Regions from separate parts of the Hordeum vulgare genome. Here region 1 is linked to region 2. A link is a contact called in public Hi-C data. All regions are on one chromosome and are shown on one strand. The core of a region is the stretch at or near the end of the contact, and the rest is flanking DNA. Distances in the headings are between cores, read along the strand shown.

What was found. Hi-C and Micro-C count contacts between places; a contact is called where the count stands out from the background.
Region 1: a contact with region 2 is called in a Hi-C map of leaf, with 4 times the contacts expected there. The contact joins the promoter of LOC123420560 here to the enhancer-like site in region 2. A contact is called at or near these places in 3 of 6 Hi-C or Micro-C datasets (leaf and seedling).

What each region holds. Positions count from the first base shown.
Region 1 is chr1H:53,987,388-53,994,738 of MorexV3_pseudomolecules_assembly, forward strand. It overlaps LOC123420560 (peroxidase 2-like), which reads left to right and starts at 4,453. Exons shown (of 2, transcript XM_045107395.1): 1 at 4,453-4,839; 2 at 7,292-7,351. The coding sequence starts at 4,627.
Region 2 is chr1H:53,708,170-53,715,512 of MorexV3_pseudomolecules_assembly, forward strand. No RefSeq gene overlaps it. Among protein-coding and RNA genes, the nearest start is that of LOC123420418, 7.1 kb to the left of the region's middle. Within about 2 kb of position 3,677, at least 1 of the 3 cell types and tissues checked has open chromatin away from gene starts, as enhancers often do. A contact at or near this core is called in leaf, where this site is marked.

The sequences.
Region 1 (7,351 bases), core at 3,203-5,702, 280 kb after region 2:
ATGTCTGCACATGCTAGGCTCGTCAAGCTTAACCCGAGTGTTCCGCGTGCGCAACTGTTTTGCACCCGTTGTATGTGAACGTTGAGTCTATCACACCCGATCATCACGTGGTGTCTCGAAACGACGAACTGTAGCAACGGTGCACAGTTGGGGAAAACACAATTTCGTCTTGAAATTTTAGTGAGAGATCACCTCATAATTCTACCGTCATTCTAAGCAAAATAAGGTGCATAAAAGGATTAACATCACATGCAATTCATAAGTGACATGATATGGCCATCATCACGTGCTTCTTGATCTCCATCATCAAAGCACCGGCACGATCTCCTTGTCACCGGCGCCACACCATGATCTCCATCAACATGTTGCCATCGGGGTTGTCGTGCTACTCATGCTATTAATACTAAAGCTACATCCTAGCAAAATAGTAAACGCATCTGCAAGCACAAACGTTAGTATAAAGACAACCCTATGGCTCCTGCCGGTTGCCGTACCATCGACGTGCAAGTCGATATTTTCTATTACAACATGATCATCTCATACATCCAATATATCACATCACATCGTTTGGCCATATCACATCACAAGCATACCCTGCAAAAACAAGTTAGACGTCCTCTAATTTTGTTGTTGCATGTTTTACGTGGTGACCAAGGGCATCTAGTAGGATCGCATCTTACTTACGCAAACACCACAATGGAGATATATGAGTTGCTATTTAACCTCATCCAAGGACCTCCTCGGTCAAATCCGATTCAACTAAAGTTGGAGAAACCGACACTTGCCAGTCATCTTTGAGCAAGGGAGTTACTCGTAACGATGAAACCAGTCTCTCGTAAGCGTACGAGTAATGTCGGTCCAAGCCGCTTCAATCCAACAATACCGCGGAATCAAGAAAAGACTAAGGAGGGCAACAAAACGCACATCACCGCCCACAAAAACTTTTGTGTTCTACTCGAGAAGACATCTACGCATGAACCTAGCTCATGATGCCACTGTTGGGGAACGTCGCATGGGAAACAAAAACTTTCCTACGCGCACGAAGACCTATCATGGTGATGTCCATCTACGAGAGGGGATGAGTGATCTACGTACCCATGTAGATCGTACAGCAAAAGTGTTAGTGAACGCGGTTGATGTAGTGGAACGTCCTCACGTCCCTCGATCCACCCCGCGAACAATCCCGCGATCAGTCCCACGATCTAGTACCGAACGGACGGCACCTCCGCGTTCAGCACACGTACAGCTCGACGATGATCTCGGCCTTCTTGATCCAGCAAGAGAGACAGAGAGGTAGAAGAGTTCTCCAGCAGCGTGACGGCGCTCCGGAGGTTGGTGATGACCTTGTCTCAGGAGGGCTCCGCCCGAGCTCCGCAGAAACGCGATCTAGAGGAAAAACCGTGGAGGTATGTGGTCGGGCTGCCGTGGAAAAGTCGTCTCAAATCAGCCCTAAAACCTCCGTATATATAGGTGGGAGGGAGGGGACCTTGCCTTGGGGCTCAAGGAGCCCCAAGGGGGTCGGGCGAGTCCAAGGGGGAAGGTTCCCCCCCCCAAACCGAGTTGGACTTGGTTTGGTGGGTGGGAGTCCTTCCTTCCCTTCCCACCTCCCTTTTTTTCTTTCTCTTTGATTTTTCTTTGTATGGCGCATAGGGCCCTTTTGGGCTGTCCCACCAGCCCACTAAGGGCTGATGCGCCACCCTCATGGCCTATGGGCTTCCCCGGGGTGGGTTGCCCCCCCCCCCCCCCGGTGAACTCCCGGAACCCATTCGTCATTCCCGGTACATTCCCGGTAACTCCGAAAACCTTCCGGTAATCAAATGAGGTCATCCTATATATCAATCTTCGTTTCCGGACCATTCTGGAAACCCTCGTGACGTCCTGATCTCATCCGGGACTCCGAACAACATTCGGTAAGCAACCATATAACTCAAATACTCATAAAACAACGTCGAACCTTAAGTGTGCAGACCCTGCGGGTTCGAGAACTATGTAGACATGACCCGAGAGACTCCTCGGTCAATATCCAATAGCGGGACCTGGATGCCCATATTGGATCCTACATATTCTACGAAGATCTTATCGTTTGAACCTCAGTGCCAAGGATTCATATAATCCCGTATGTCATTCCCTTTGTCCTTCGGTATGTTACTTGCCCGAGATTCGATCGTCAGTATCCGCATACCTATTTCAATCTCGTTTACTGGCAAGTCTCTTTACTCGTTCCGTAATACAAGATCCCGCAACTTACACTAAGTTACATTGCTTGCAAGGCTTGTGTGTGATGTTGTATTACCGAGTGGGCCCCGAGATACCTCTCCGTCACACGGAGTGACAAATCCCAGTCGTGATCCATACTAACTCAATAACACCTTCGGAGATACCTGTAGAGCATCGTTATAGTCACCCAGTTACGTTGCGACGTTTGATACACACAAAGCATTCCTCCGGTGTCAGTGAGTTATATGATCTCATGGTCATAGGAATAAATACTTGACACGCAGAAAACAGTAGCAACAAAATGACACGATCAACATGCTACGTCTATTAGTTTGGGTCTAGTCCATCACGTGATTCTCCTAATGACGTGATCCAGTTATCAAGCAACAACACTTTGTTCATAATCAGAAGACACTGATTATCTTTGATCAACTGGCTAGCCAACTAGAGGCTTGCTAGGGACGGTGTTTTGTCTATGTATCCACACATGTAAATGAGTCTTCATTCAATACAATTATAGCATGGATAATAAACGATTATCTTGATACAAGAATTATAATAATAACTATATTTATTATTGCCTCTAGGGCATAATTCCAACAGGAATAACCATCGGTCCTGACGGCCAGATCTATGCCGATAGGGGGCGTACACATAGACCTAGCTAGAGACATGCTAAATGATGTCTTAGCTGCAGAGACGACACACGTAGCACCTTCAGAGAAAGAACTGGAGGAGCCGAAGGCAACTGCAAAGTCCTTCTTGGAGGTCTTAGCCTCATCAAAGAAACCTCTGTATACGGGTGCCAAACTCTCTCACTTGGATGCCATCTGGCAACTGATGGCAACCATGGCTGAGTATGGCATAGAGGGTGTCGTGCATAACTTCAGATCTATGTCGGCAACCCATTCCAACACCAAGACGACCCAGTAGCCGCCACATGGCAGAGATATGCCGACCTCTGGGCCGTCAGCATAGCCATGCCACGTGGCAGCTCGTGGTTGAAACCATCTTGACGACGGCGCAGTCAGCTGCCGTCATACGAGGGAAGCTGCCGACGGCATGACTATGCCGATTGTTATACGGACGCCATCCATATATCGAGCTATGCCAACGGCTGCACGAACGCCGTCGGCATAGCGCGCTATGTCGGTGGCTTTTCTATGCCGACGACTCAGCATGGATATGACGACGTACATGTTACCAACGGGGGTATGTCGACGGCAGCCATTGGCATAGGATTATCGCGACGGGGTTTGCCCTTATGCCGACGGTGAACCCTATTTCCATAGTGAGCGGTCTATGATGAAACTAATCATAGACGGATCGATTGGCCCGTCAATAATGAGGAAGTCATCACTCACACCGAAACTAATCATAGCATGGATACATTCTCCCAACAACTTGTACACGAACGTAGCCACATCACACACACAGTCATACTCGGCGTCTTAACACGGTGATGGCAAGCTAATGACACGACAATGATGTAAATCCATGCACATTCTACATCAACACCATGAACCATCCTTCCTCGATAACTCCAACAAGTGGTGGTCTCCCAAGAAATCAGTAAGAGCATCTTCAACAGTCCGTATGTTCAATCGTTGGTATAAGTGTCAACATCAACAATCAACAGGACAATATTCAAGCTCTTCAATGGAGTGTATGTTAACCGTATGTAAAATAACTAAGTGGGTCCACTAAATATTGAAGAAATAACCATGCTTGTCTCGGAGCTTGTGCGTGAACCGTTGCTTCAAGTTCATACGATTTCATTCTCTTTTTTTTCTTTTATTATGCGTCATGTCATCAAAATTATCTATGTGACAATTTTACCAACGATGATCATACGACCATTGGAGATACCCTAACCGAATGTCATCTTTAAATCTTCAACACGATGCCATCTGCATCGATCGATCGTCCTACCATCAACTTTGTCGTGTCGGAAATTTTGGCCGAGTTCATGCTTCGCCGGAGCGAGTTTGGCACCCACGCCACGCACATGTGTGATGTACGTATCACTTCGCCTCCAAGACCATGGTCGAGAGTCGAGACAAGACGGGTCCTGGCAAGCGGTACGACGCCACGGACGCAGTACGCCGGCCGGGGCCACGTCGCCCTTTACGTTGGCCGCTCGCTGTCACGAGGCGATCGGGCGGATCGCCAGCCGTTAAAATTCTCGTCAGGGGGAGCGATCGGGCCGCCCCCGCCGTTATATACCGCGCGCCCCAGAGCCTTCCCTTGAGCACAGAAGCACACTGCACCACCACACGAACCAGCAGCACTGCTCGCCCAGCTACTGCCGGCCACTCGAGCGAGCAAGGCGCTGCTTCTGTCGGCGGCGGGTAGGTGGCGCCGTGCGTGCGTGCGTGCGTGGGGGAGCTAGCTGGTCGGCCGGCGAGGATGATGAGGACGGTGGCGGCGGTGGCGGTGGCCGTGCTGCTGGCGATGGCGGTGGCGGAGGCGGAGGCGGGGGAACTCAAGGTGGGGTATTACGACAAGAGCTGCCGGGGCGTGGAGAACGTGGTGAAGTGGCACGTCGCCAGGGCCATCAAGGCCAACCGCAAGAACGGCGCCGCCCTCGTCCGCCTCATCTTCCACGACTGCTTCGTCAGGGTACGTACCCCGCCGCCGTCGTCTATTTCTCTCTCTCTCTGTCACTCCGGCCGGCCACTGCTCTGCTCTTTAACCAGTAACCAACCGAACTGGCGGCCACTGCTGCCGAGCTAGCAAAAGCACCTCCGTAACGGCCGTCGTCCGGTCCGGTACAGTAGCACCGGTTAGCTAGCTAACAACAGCGGTTTGTACATGCCTGCACCCCATCTGGAACCTTACATGGTGCATGCACAGTGACTTAGCTCGTGATCCGCAATGTCCGCAGCACATTCGTACACGGTGCACACGCCAGTGTTTAGCTTCCTCGTCGAGAACGTGACACTAGAGTCCACGTGACAGCGAGAGTGCTAGTAGATACCAAATTTTGTTTTCTGTTTATTAACAAGATGCCATAGTTTTAGCCGATGCCGGTTTGCATGCACTGAGCTAACTAACCAGTTCACCAACAAGTTAATTGGATATAGATCACCCGGAGGTTGACGGTTTAAGTCATACGCCGTCCGATCCAAAATAAGCGCACGTCGTGGTTTTAGTGGAGTATAGTTGAAAATGTTCGCAGTTTACAATTTAAGTTAGAATGTGTTCGAGCACACAATACAGACGCATGCGTTTACTTATACGCGCATACATCCTTCATATAAACACATATATATACATATCCTATTTCTATGAACATCTTTAAAAGATTGAGTCGACATGTCATCAGTCAATCAGTTAGCATGGCAAATTAGTTTACGACGGAGTTATCTGAACAGTTAGGAGCCAAGCATAAGTTTCAAACTAGTTGGTTTGCACGTCATTGTCATCGCCCAGATGTGAATCATGGAAGCACGTCACTCATCTGGCCACTGCACTTAACTCGAACGGCTAGCTTCCGTGCGCCAGCCGCTCACCAACCAGCGTGGCGAGCACATAAGCTTGCACTTGCACAGCTAGCCCAGCTGATGATGCCGAGGATTAGCTTCTTCCACAGCTAGCCCAGCTGATGCCGGAATGCGATGCTTTCCTTGGACATGTAGATGTCTATCCTTTCGAAAGGAAAAGAACATTTCGAGCTAGGAGCTATCCAGGCCGCTCGCCTTTCACTTTGCTAGTACTGTAGTAGTAGGGTATGACCCGGTGTCACCGTGCCCATTGTCATTATCTTCGGCACTCTAGTTTCCGCTGCTTTTTTTTCTTCCTCTCTTTTTTCTGCTTTTCTTCCGTGCCTCGTGTCCTTGTCTTTTGTCATTTCTCTGCTTTAATTTCCCCATGTGCCTGATGATGATACACGCGACAACAAGTTCTCGTATAAAAGAATCCCCGGTTACGTGTCGTCTTCGTATTTGGTCATAGATTTTTCTTCGGTAACTTGGACATCATAACTTCTTAGCGTCCACGGTTAGTCGGTTACGCGTCGTCTTCCTCGCTATATATGGCATGTAGGAGTAGAATTTTCTTCGTTAGAGTTATATCATTCCCCTGATTAGGTAACAATTACTCCCTCCGTTCTATAATTTTTGTGGTCGTTTCAGTTGAGTGATTAAGACGAGTGTCCAATGCAAGTGCTTATAACAACAAAAGATCAGTTTTGCTTTAGCAGCCTAGAATAGATAACGTCCTTACTTGTAGCATCTCTACTTGACTACTAGATGCCGGTACGTACTTGATGTTTCTCAATATACAACTGGCTCTAGAAAGCTTGCTTTACAGCAGATAAATTAATCTTGGATGATTGTGATATTATGCTACTGTGTTGGAGCATAAAATAATCTTGCAAGAATGTATTAGAGTCGGTCAGCTTTTCTCTTGATCGTTCGCCGCCAAAAGAAAACAAAGAAGAAAGCCGCGGTGCCATACTGTAAAGAGAAAGAGAAAGCGCACCTACATCAAAGATCAATAATTGGTTGCACCACTGCTCAATCCACCTCCCACAAGTTTATGATCTGCTGAAAACCTCCTAGTAATACTATTTGTATTTAAGAGTGATTAATATCTAATGGATTATACGTGAAAAACATAAACATCGTCCCCCTTTTCATCTGAAAATGAAGGTGCATACAAGTTTCTTCGAGATGGTCCAATTAGCAGTGGTACTAGATATAATTAGAGGAATAGATAACTATTGCCCAATAATGCACCACATTGCCGACAATGCATCTGTAGTACGTGTGTGTCCAACAACTAAAAGGTAATCAGCACATTTCAGATCCAGATTCGTGCTATAATAATGATTTGCAAGTACTGACGAAATGACTTCCCATGCACACTTACAGTTACATGATTGGTTAAAATGCTTGATTTGTCCCATCATAGCTAACGAATTGTGCTAGTACTAGTAACGACCATGCTTAGTGTTAGTTTAAGACAATTGATCGTTCCTATGCTCGATTATAGGTAACCAAGTTAATCATTCTGTTGGAGTACGATCAACTAGGATAACTGACGGACGAACGTACGTACGTGCGTGCAGGGCTGTGACGCGTCGGTGCTGCTGGACCCGACGCCGGAGAACCCGCACACGGAGAAGACG
Region 2 (7,343 bases), core at 2,427-4,926:
GATTCGAAACAAAAAATATTTCTCTATAGAATATTATTATAACAATGTCCAAGTCATTTAGATAAATATGACAATTTTTTTATTTTGTTTCAATCTATAAAGAGTATGTAGCGACGTTCATAGTCAATTGTTACTTACTCATTTCATGGTAGGAATGTTTATTACAATTCTTCCAAATCTTATGATATATCTTTTGTCACAGAACAAAGATACTTCTATCCATGATGCAAATGTGCAACATGAGAAGGAAAACTCTTGTGCAAATAAGGTTAGTGCACTCCATATCTTCTAAAGTTCTAAAGCTTATTTTCACAATGCATCTCTGCTCTCATGCGTCCAGTTTTTTTTTTGCACATTTCCAGTGCATACGCATGCTAGAAATGATGTCTCACATATATAACGATTTCAGTATTGAGTAAAACTATCTAAGATAACAACCTAAGAGATAAAGTGCAGCTACTTTCACCAAGACGAAAATCTCTTCACTTTGCTATTTCAGTCTTTCGTTTGCATAATGTTGCAGACTTCATACATGAAAAAATAATTACTAAACTGTTGTTGCAGACTTCAGACAAGAATTTTGGGATGGAGGGAGTATTTCTTAGCAAATCTACACAACAGTTTAGTTTTGTCGTTCTTAACCTTCAACCTTTGTATGTTTCTACTCCTTTGATTTTGCCGTTCTTAACCTTGTTTTCTCTAAAATAACTTGTGATATAATTTCTTTATTGTTGTAGATTGCTGAGATAAATTGATGATGCATGGCCCAGATGTGGATTGCAAGGTCGAGAATGGGGCTGCTATTCTATAGTCTTATGTAGAGTTTTATGATGTCATTTCCAGTATGGATAATTCAAATATTATGTTTTAGAATGGTCGAGGTATTGATTGAAACGTCCAAACTTAGCTACTATGTTAGTATCACTTATTGTAACCTTTGGATCATGTTCTTTGTAATGCAACAAAGTCAAATTAATATATCAGACCTTTATGTTTGTTATATTGTGGCTCCATGTATTGTCAGCACTGACCATATCATTATGATAACAATATATGAAATCGTAGTTCATAAACTTTAGCAACACCTTTACATGTTGCATTGATCTGTTGTGTCCATTTGTAAATCATGTTCTACAATGCCGCGAGCAACGCATACGAAGTGTTGTTAGAAACTAGTTATATACGTTGCTAGCATGCAACATTTTTTCATGTCGTCTACCAACACATTTATATACGCTGTTATAGGCCCTTCCAACGCCACCTACGGCAACACATATTAATCCGTTGGTGTAGACCTTAGCAACACTTACATGGACATACAACAACACATCAATGCGTTGCTAAAAGGGGTTTCTTGTTGTAGTGCGTAAAAATACATTCCAGAAATTTTAATAAGTAAGTTAGTTTTTAAAAATCCTCAAAAAACAAATAAAAAGAAAAAAACTGTTATCTTTTACTTTATGATTATAAATTCTCGAATTCATAAATGTGTGTACTTTAAATAAATTTTCATAAATTTCTAAAAAATCCATGATTTTAGAAATTTGAAATATAAAAAACCCACAAATTCTAAATCGTTCATGATTTTTTAATATTTTTCTACTTACTCCAGCATTTTTTAAAATATTTTCAAGTTTAAAGGAATGAAAAAAGTAAAGGGAAAAACGAAATAAAAACAACTGAAAAAATAAAACCAAAAACAACAACTAAATGAAATGAACAGCCTACCGACCGAGTAAACCACGAGCAGGAAAACCAAAGAAGTTCTCATTAGCCCATGCCTCAACACTCTTTGGGTCATCCCAACATTTTGACGCAGAGAGAGTAAAATGGGATTTCCCTATGCACCATGAGAAATTAATCGATTAGTGTGACTGTTTGTCGGGCAAATAGACAAAGTGGCAATAGACTAGGCCTACATTTGTACCCAAATTTCTTTCATTGTTTGTCCTCTTTCTCAGTTTTTCTCTGGGCCATTGATTTTGCCATACACTTTTGGGTATTCAGTTTCTATTATGTTTCTCTTTGAATTTTTTTCACTCTCTGGGTCCCTTTTCCTGGGTTTCTTGCTTTTTACCATTTCCCTAATTCATGTGCATTTTTAATAAATGTGAACGTTTCTAAAAATGCACAAACATTAATTTATGAATATTTTGAAAATTAATCAATATATTTTAAAATTGGGATAAATATTTAAAATACCAGTACAAATTTGAAAGTTCAAGAACTTTTATTTTCATATAAATTTAAAAATTAAAGCTTTTTTGTAAAATTTAAGAACATTCTTTTACATTGGTTAGCATTTTTAATATAATCATGAACATTCAAAAAACACGTATCTTTTTTTATGTGAAAGAAATGACTGGAACTATACCAACCAAAAAATCTACAAAACGAACACGTTGGAATAAATTAATGAGAGCAGCGCTCGATATCACCGACTGGGCCTACCCATTCAAGGATCCTTTTTGTGGTTCTCCGTCATTTCTACGCAGAGGGCGTCAAAGTGAAGCTCTCACGGACCATAGGACCCAATATTAGCAATGAAGAAAATTACCGTGTTCCAAAAAAATGAATTTATGGGTTTATTCTATGTCAAACTTGTGTTAAGATTGACCAAGAATATAGAAAAATATATAAACTTTTAAACACCAAATTAGTCTCATAATAGCCTTTGTGAAATGTACTTGTGTACTATGCGTATTCGAAGTTCAAGACCTTATTAGCATATTTTATATAAAGTTGGTAAAATTTAAGCAAATTTGACTTAGGAAAAGCCTGAAATTTTAATTATTTTGGGGCGTAAAAGTGGAAGAGGGAAAGGGATAAAAATAAAGAAGACTGAATTAGTGGATCCCCAGGTGGCACGAGATCCCTTACAGAAAGAATGGTGTGAGGCCTTGCAAAATGTTTTATTGTTGTGTGCACCGATTATTTTGTTTGTTCACTCAAATTGGCGGCGAGCCCAATCTAGGATGAATGTTACTCTCTTAGCTAGTGGGTGTTGCAAATCAATCTGTGGTTGGTTGGTTAAGATGATAATGATATTCCTAGGCCATCATGATTCAAGTCCTAGACTTGACATTGATGTTCGCATAATTCCTGAATTTATTTGAGGCTTCTGGCTATAATCATTCAGTAGGAAGAGACGTCCCCGTCGACTGTGAGTCTCCTGTGGTAACTTTGTAAAATCTGAAGATATTATGCCAACTCAATTTTTCAGAGGTGCTCACGAGTGTATGCTCGTATATGTGAGCGACTTGGTTGTACTTCCTCCGTCCCAAAATAACTGTCTCAACTTTATATTAGCTATATTAAAAAATTATACTAAGCTTAAGACACTTATTTTGAGACGGAGGAAGTAGTATATTAACAAAAAAGCTAGTGGGTGTTCAATGAGTAAATTCCTGGAATATAAAATTATGTACAAAACATACTATAATGCACCTTAAAACAATGATTCCACACTATAGTGACAAAGGAGTGAAGAAATTACTATTACTTAATGTGTGTGTTTTTAATTTTTTTCATCCGTTCACCGTAGAAAATATCTGGTGGTACTCAATTTTTGTGCGTTTGCCGGCTAGAAAAGGAAAGATGGTTTCTCTAGAATCGTGCACGGATCACCCGCGTTGTGGCCCAACAAAGCCGGTGCACTTATTTTTTCTGCCCACGCAGCAGAAAAAACCTTATTTGCCCCACACAACATCAAATTGTCGGAACTTCGTACAGGAAGCCCAGGATTGGGTCGACCCATCATAGTATTTTTTTCTTCTATGTTATATTTATATTTTTTTTCATTTTCTTCTCCCTTTTTTATTTTTCTTTCTGTTTCCCTTTTTCTTTTGAAGTTCATTTTTATTTTTATTGGTAAATTAAAAACATTAAAAAATTATAATTTATTTATTTTTTCTTCATATTTTCTTCAAATGCTTTAAATTCCAAAATTGTGTTCTTGTTTTGAATTTTTTTCATGATAATACATTTTTGTTCTCATTCCAAAATTTGTTCCAAAACCAAAAAATATTCCCCATATTTAAAAAAAAAGTGTTCTCCAAAATTGTTTGAGATTCTAACATACAATTGCATTAAAAAAATTCCAATTCGAAAAATATTCTTATTTTAGTGAATGTTCAATTTTCAAAAAAATATTCACATTTAGAAAAACACATTTTCTAAACTTGTCCCGAATGTTCAAAACATGTTCCCCTTTTCAAAAGTAGTTCACAAATTCAAAACATGTTTGTGGTTTTTATAAAATATTCATTTTTCCAAATATATTTTTAAATTTTAAAAAAGGACCCCGTTTCAAATTTCATGTTTTTTCAAAATTTTATGGAACTTTTAAAATTTGTTTATAATTTTAGAAAATTGTTCCTGTTTCCAATAATATTCAATAGTTCATTGTTTTAAAAAACCAAAAAATATTTTATTTATGAGGCCATAGTTTGTTCTTCAATATCCGCCTTGGACATTGGTGAGTAGTACATAGTTGTTCCAGTTGCATCATATGGTCGGGTCTTTGTGGTTGAGAGTTCAATCATTCAACGCGTCGTTTTTTGGATTTTCACTCGTGCCTTGCAAATAGAGGTCGTTTAGGTGTTGGCCAATGGGCTAGCCTAGATACGAATTACTATGCGTCCTACACACTACTTGACGTAACTAGCGTCATATAGGAGCTCCCGCACAACTACCCCAAGATAAAACAAAAATATATAGATTTGTTGTGTCCGTTTTGCATGTAGTTATCAGATTTATGTTTCGTTTGTTCCCCGGGTGGGCTAAACTGGGCCTATCACTTTTTTTCTCTATCGGACGGACGAGCAACGAAATTTTAGGTCGCAAGGGGACTGTACTATGGACCTTCCCTATTGTGTGGATTGACAAAACCAACTCAGCTAGCTTGTAATTATGATAGGGATAGTCCCACCTTGAAGATTTATACTAAATCACATCAGTTTTTATATGTCCTAGATTGCGTGAAAATAAGGACATTGTCTGAAAATAGGAAAGTTGTCTCGAGCATCATGAGCAGAGCGAGGGACTGCATCAAATTATTGCTGAGGGTAGCTTGCACATGCTAATAAAAGAAAATATGTTGGTTGGCTATAATTGACAAAAGTTGTGGGTATGTGTAAATAAAAGAAAATATGATGGTTTGGCTCGAACTAAAAAACTATGTGCACGTGAGCACTAAAATAATTAAAAAAATAAACCCTAATAAAGAAAGGACGTTCATGCCTGGTTATGCGAATGAAACATAATTTATCCGTTTCAATTAGAATCCATCTGGTTACGATATCATAGGAGAGAGTGATCTTTGCGGGCCAAACATGACCCATGAGAAGAACACAAATCCTCTCTCCGTAGTCACCCCCGCGGAGACCGTTTTTGGTGGATACATCAATTATCTCTTTCATTGCTGCTTATCATAAGAAAAATATCTCTTCCATTGCAACACACAAGCATATGTGTTGTCATTTATCAATAGAGCAGAGTACTATAATTATTGTTTTCAAGTCCGTGGTTACTAGGTTACTAATATTACTATCACGTTCGAAATTTCGGATATAGGAGAGTTATCACGACTAATAAAACATTTGCCAAAACACATGCACCATGTGATCACCAATTTGTTGGCGGCATCAACAAAACATGCTGCGGTTACAAATGTTCACTTTACAAACACATTTTACATATATACAAGCATGTCATTTATGAAGTGTTGGTGTAACCGCGTAAAAGCAAGTACAATAAAATGATATAGGCATATTATAAAAGATGTTACATCAAATTTATGTCTAGTTAAAGAAGAGGAGAGAGAAGAAAAACAGACTACAAACTTGCAGCCCACTATAGCAGGAACCCTAACAACTTTTGTGAAAGTAAAATATAAATCATATATTAATGATATAACATGCTATGATTACTAATTATTGTATGAGTGGGTTATTAGATTGGCTATACGTGTTTAATTTTTTCTTAAACTATACATGACATAGCAATTTTTTATAACTGACTCTTGGCTATACTATTAACCATGCTCTAACCATCGTGAAAATTCAGCCGAGGAGTGTGTCGGCCGAAGACAGCCCTGGTTAGCTGCAAAGTAACTGTTGATAATAGCATAGGTGGCCTCCTAGTTGCCATTATAATATCATAGTACCGCGAACGATATGGTCCTAACAGTGATGTGTTAACTTACAAGAAAGGAGGAAGAAAGGGGGGCCATGAACGTGCGCTCATCGCTCCTCACCAACCTCACTGTGCTCGTGTGTTCGTCATGATCCTTCCTATTAATTCGCCGATTTGATCATCTGGCCAGGAATGCTCACCACATTTTTTCTATCCAAGGAAAGCCAAAGCACCACGAGTAAACAAGCAAGCAAGCAAGAAAACAAACATGCAGATGGTCTACCAAAATGTCCTGCACCAACCACACATCACACAGCATTACCGGAGTCGATCACGTACCTGCTTTAATCGGCTAATCAATTAAGCACTGTGTCATGATCCACTGACAGATTTAATTAGAAGGACTGGGGCCTGATCTTAGCTTTTCCTGGTAGATCCCGCTTTGCAGTTTTTGTTCTATCTTTTGTTTAACGAATCTTACCGGAGAGCTCTATATTGGTCTTATGTCGCTTCATTAACAGTGGTGTTAGTTAACCGGGTCACCAACTAGTTAATTAAGTGCCTCTCGAATTCTATGTTAGTACAATGTTGGAGCTGACTAGGCAGCGGCGCCGCACCATGGTGTTCCCATGCAACGGCTGTTATAGGCTTGCACATGCATGACAAAAAAAGGTGCAGACTCCATGTACGTACGTGCACTGGGTAAAACATGCTGTCACAGATTCTTTCTCTCATCACCATGCATGCATGAAATGACATCATCAAGTTTTTTTAATTTTGAAATTTAAAAAGTTTTATCTCCAAAATCGTTAATTCGATTGATGATCTGTTTTCACCATTGACTTTGTCACAGCGAGATCTTCGAAACTAGATCCCATGTTGATATGTTTTGATATTTTTTCCGGTCCGTACTTGCCACATTTTTTTCATTCACTTGCCATATTATCAACAACTTACTTGTCTAACAAAAAATAGCTTAATTGCCATATTTTTTTGATGTTGTTCTTGTACTAAGCTTGTCGGTGCTTATAATTCTAGTTGCCATAATGTTTTGATGTGCTTGTCATTTTTAATTCTGCCTAGTTGTCATGTTATCTCATAAAACTTGTCAGTGGTTATATAATCCAGTTGCCCCAAATATTTTGTCGTGCTTGTCATTTTTATTCTACCTAGTTGCCATATTGCCTCACAATGCTTGTCAGTTATTA